Linked DNA regions of Siniperca chuatsi: region 2 is linked to region 1. Evidence: chromatin contacts called from public Hi-C data. All regions are on one chromosome and are shown on one strand. The core of a region is the stretch at or near the end of the contact, and the rest is flanking DNA. Distances in the headings are between cores, read along the strand shown.

What was found. Hi-C and Micro-C count contacts between places; a contact is called where the count stands out from the background.
Region 2: a contact with region 1 is called in a Hi-C map of skeletal muscle, with 7 times the contacts expected there. The contact joins the promoter of rbm46 here to the promoter of LOC122870274 in region 1. A contact is called at or near these places in 3 of 3 Hi-C or Micro-C datasets (liver, skeletal muscle and an unstated tissue).

What each region holds. Positions count from the first base shown.
Region 1 is chrLG22:22,293,740-22,296,399 of ASM2008510v1, forward strand. It overlaps LOC122870274, which reads right to left and starts at 1,322. Exons shown (of 3, transcript XM_044184404.1): 1 at 1,207-1,322; 2 at 324-483. The coding sequence starts at 438.
Region 2 is chrLG22:22,565,616-22,568,275 of ASM2008510v1, forward strand. rbm46 (probable RNA-binding protein 46) reads right to left here and starts at 1,316. Exons shown (of 16, transcript XR_006376503.1): 1 at 1,248-1,316. lratb.2 (lecithin retinol acyltransferase b, tandem duplicate 2) reads right to left here. Exons shown (of 5, transcript XM_044184407.1): 5 at 2,171-2,660. The coding sequence ends at 2,554.

The DNA.
Region 1 (2,660 bases), core at 72-2,571:
TCAGCACCAGCAAACCGAAGCAGTGACGAGTCAGAAACGGTAATAAAATTTAACACTGCTCATAGCATTGCCAAAGAAGAGCTACTTTTTACTAAATTTAAGTAAATTAAAAAACATCTTTATTCCTGTTTACAGTCATGTGTTAAGTCTGAAGCCCTGACTAGGTATAATTAAAAAGAAAAATGTCAGACTGGACGTTAGCGAGCTCAGATCATATAACAGAAGGTAAAACACTAAGCAGGGGAAGCCAAAGTGAAAACCTCTTCGGTCCCTGACAGCTGCAGGATCTGAACACGTGACGTTGTGTTTCTTCAGCGGCTCACCTTCTGGCTCCAGTCTCACAGCTGGTCCCAGGTCTGCTGGTGTCTTCAAGCAGTCCACCAGGTAGACCGACAGCTGTTTGAAGCCCAGCAGAGACAGACTGCTGGATGACGCCATGATTTCCACTGCAGTCAGTCAGAGGTTCATCAACAGACAACAGACCTAAAAGACATGAGATTAACAGTGAATTGTATAAAAAAAACAAAAGCATATAGTCACAGAGAGCATCTTAGAAAGTCTCATATAACGTCCTTCTCTTACTCGTTTTGTTACTCTATCATTATATATTGTTTTTACCTTTTAACTTGAAGTGCTGCTCTGTTTTAATAGCATTTATCTTTGCCTCATTTTATCTTTTATTGTGGTGTGAAGCACTTTGTAACATGTGTTTTTAAAAGTGCTATATATGATGAAACTAAGCTATATATAATATTTGACTTAACTGTATGCTAGGGGACTGAATGCTATGTCTTTAGTCCATCTGTGAGGCTAACTTTAGCTTAGCTTAGCAGTTTGTGCCTCTCATGCATTAGCATTACATTCGAGGCACAAACTGGGGCTACCTTTTGTTTTAACAAGTTCCTGTCCACCTTCGCCTGATAAATTCTGCCCCGGGTGAAGTTATTGATTCTTCGGAGAAAGACAAACTGTAACTAAACAAAAAGAAAGACATCTTAAGAACTCACCAAACGGAGCTTTTTCCCGGGCTAACGTTTGAGCCAAACTGCTACTACAGGCGAATATCCGGTTCGAATGAGCATAAATACATTTCCACTGGTGTCTTTTGGCTTCTAGTTGTAAAATATATATATATCTGAAGATAAAATTCTGAAAAGCTGGATTAAAACTGAACAAAACGTACGAAAAGCGAAGCCGTGGACGTACTTGAGCGTGCTTGTTTGTTTGTTTTTCCGGGTTCAGTTGACGGACGGGTTTGTCAACCAATGGGCTCCGAGAAGCTGAAGAGGAGGCGGGTTGTTTTAGAAATTTGGTGCCAATCGCAGTGTCGCTTGATGACAAGGCGACGTCACCTCATTTAGGACAAACAGAACAGATTCGCGTTTAGCCCTAAATCCTCTAAAGGTTTTTACTTTACTGCCTGTTAAACACTAATGGCAGCTTAAAATCAGTTGGTTAACGGATTTTATTTGCCTGATATCTCATTTTGTTTCATACACTGTCCAGCTTACATTTTTATTTTACCTCTGTTTAAATTATATTCTGTTATGTTGACTTTATTCCTGTATTAATTGGTTTTTATTACCCGTTTTCAGTGTTGGACTGTAACTGCATTTACTCAAGTACAAGCACATTCTGAGCTACTTGTCCTTTGTGTATTTTAATTTAAAGCTACTTTATTCTTCTACTCCAGTACATTTGAGAGAGATATCTTAAGCTACTTTTAACACCACTACCTTTATTTCACAGCTATAGTTACTTTTCAGATTAAGATTTCTTATTACACTTTACATAAATATGATGCATTGTTATAGATTAAAATACCCATCGACCAAAGTAAATCAAGTTGTAAACATTTGCTGTTATACATCCATCAGTGATAATATTCCAGTAATATATATATATTAATGTATTTTTATAGGCTACTGTAGTCTGGCCACTTTTACTTAACGTCTTCCACCGCTGTTTGTTTTATGTAACACTGGTTTTGATAAGTGACGTAACCTTCAAAAGGCCTACTTTTTTAGACAAAACAAAATAAGATAAGATGATATAAAATGAGATAATCCTTATTGATCACGCTCTGGGAAATTATTAATGTGTCACAGCAGCAAAAGCAAGACAATAACAGATGTATTACATGCTGTAGATAAGTAACCTTAAAAAGAATATTATCTATCTATCTATCTATCTATCTATCTATCTATCTATCTATCTATCTATCTATCTATCTATCTATCTATCTATCTATCTATCTATCTATCTATCTGTCGAGGCTTGTGGCAGTTTTTACACATTTTGGCAAGTGAATCAGTTGTTTTAACACTTAAATGTGAGTACACAGAGTTGTATTAAGAGTTTTGAGAGAGTTAACTTAGTACTGGCGTATGCATTCAAAATTTCATATCCACAGGTAAAATATGCACAACTGGAGTCGTGCATGAAGTCAGTCTTAAGCTATTTTTCAAATATGAATTCTTTACATTATTATCACTTTTTGATTTGTTTTTGTTTGGTTTCATTCCATCATAAAACTTTATACACTTCCTGTCCAAATGTGGAACATGGACATGCAAAGACAATACAATAAAATAAACTGCACAAGCAAGATGTTGTGCATAATGCATCGAAGCACGCCACAGGAAGTGAACTAAACTTCC
Region 2 (2,660 bases), core at 66-2,565, 270 kb after region 1:
TGTTAATTGCTGTTTCCAGCTCTCACGTATGATGGACGTTTGTCACTATTTTCCCACTAATGGGCAGATTAAGCGATATTAAAAATAATCTGCAGTTGGAGCTCGAGTTACTACATTAACTCTGGTTAAACTTCAGAAATGTAATTTTAGTAGACGCATCTTCAATTCCTTTTCAAATTTAAAATCCGATTTAAGAAGAGACTGAAAGCACGAAACAGTTTCAGAGGTTATACTTTTAAAACATCCAAAATAGCTTTTTGCTGACTGTTATAAACAGCATTTGACTATATGTAAGCCCATAAAATGACTTCGATTTAAATGAAGACATCATAAATTCTGCATTATATGCCACTACATACTATTATCACTGCAGGAAACCACCAAAACCTACCATAATTAACTTCGGTATTACCTGAAAACCTGCTTTAACTTCACATTTCATGTTTTTTTTGTTGGCAGCTTAATGTACCTGGGACACTGTCTCAGAGCCACAGGCAAACTGCTGAATAACTCTCATGTGATTTAAATCCACTGGCAGTGTGTAGCCTAAATCATACTTTCACACTCGCTGTGGTAATGAAAAGTAGTTATATTTTAAGTTTCCAGAGCATTTTCCCCCCTTAGGAACCCAATCTGACATGTATTTTCTTGTTAGCTAGCGGGCTAACTTTTACTGATGTGTCACTGTTTTATTAATGCTAACAGCGCAAAAGGAGGAACCCGTTATCAAAATACTCATCCTAATGTTTGTTGAACTTAAATAAGATTTCAGAAATTGAAAATGAAGCTAGATTAAGCTAATTACTCTTCAATATGCTGTTTAGCTAACGTTAGCTAACTTCAGTTGCTATTTGCTGTGGACCACTTGGAACCGGTTCAAGGACCCCTGAAGGCCCCTAGACCCAACCAGTGAGCCACAGTAAACACTAATGTGAAGTTAACTTGCTAACCGATATGTGTAAACTAGATTAATTCACCCAAGTACTAAAACATTCACAAAACATCCCAAGTTAAAAAAAAATAATTAGCCGTTAAATTAGCCAACATTTATGCTAGCGGCTGTGTAGCATAACGGTAACTTTAGCTTCTTCCAACCTTTTTAACTAAGCTAAGCTAGCCCACAAATAAACCCTTAACAGCTCCGTCTGTCGGCATTTCTTCTCACAATAATTCAAACCTCAAGCAGCAACAATGCACAGGTAATGTCACCTGTTTCTTTTAAAACTTCACCGAGATAAAAAACTTACCTGGAGCGTCTAAAATCAACCGGCCCGGAAGTATGATTGACATGAAGACTGAGCCAATCAGCGCGTCTCTCTGGGGCACGGAGGGCGGGACAACATGGAGATTCGTTCCCCTCATAAAATAAAATGAACAGAAATGAAATAATAAATCAAATAAAATCGAATAAAATACATAAATTAAAAAAAAAATTTAATTAAATTGCAGTATTCGTTTTCTGCTGAAACATCTCCACTCGCCAGCCTTCTAATTAGATTAGATTAAACTTTATTGTCATTACACAAGGCAGCGAAATGCAGTTCAGGTCTAAGCAGAAGCATATAAAGTGTGTGCATGAATGCAGGATAGAGCAGTATTATTAAAATGTCTTACAAGTGGTGCTGTGGACATTATATACAGATGGCTTTATTATAAACAGAAGTATACTGATGGATATGTACAGTAATGAGTTGGACCGGGCAGAGCAGCAGTGCAATGAATATAAAGTAGTGCAAATTATGGATTAGTGAACAGTGCAGTAGATGAGTTACTGCAGTGTTCAGTACAGAGTACTGGAGTGCAAGTGATGCAGTATATGTATATGTAAGTAGTCCGGTAGTGCAAATGAACGTGTGGTGCATGTGGCAAAAACAATATCAATATAGCAGCAATTGCTGTGCATGTGTCTGTGTAATCTTTGCTCTTCTTCTTCCTGTGTTTCTGATATTCTTCAATGAAGGCAATATATATATATATATATATAAATAAATGCAAGTTTTAATGATGAAGCCAAGCTTCCAGTCTCTGGACATTCATAAGGTCTAATATAATAATAATAATGTTTTCCCAGAGTTTATAAATACATCAAGCACACCTGCGCTTTGTCATGCAAGTACATGTGGGAAACGCAGTTCCCGTTGTCCAAATACACAGGAAGCGTCAAAAAATAAAAAAATATAACTCACGTCAAGTCAAGTCAGTTTTATTTAAATAGTCCAATATCACAAATCATAAAGGGGCTTCACAATCTGGACAGCGTACGCCCCCCTCTGTCCCGTTAATGTTTCTTTCTGACCATTAAAACTGCTTCACACACACACAGTTTAGATGTCTGTTAGGATTACAGCAGCGCAGGACAATCCCTCAGCTAGCAAAAGCAACGAGTTCAAGAATATCAACAGAAACCCAATCTTTATTAATCATTTTACATTTGTACAGATTATTCTCTGCAGACACTCCTGATGTTTACAGAGTTTCTTCACCCTTTCCCATCAGTGTGTGTGTGTGTGTGTGTGTGTGTGTGTGTGTGTGTGTGTGTGTGTGTGTGTGTGTTCACGAGGCCATCCAGATGAGGAAGGGCAGCAAGACGGCCAGCAGGGCGGAGCAGGCGGTCACGGCTCCCAGGTAGAGCAGCAGACACGCCCCCAGCAACGCCGTCG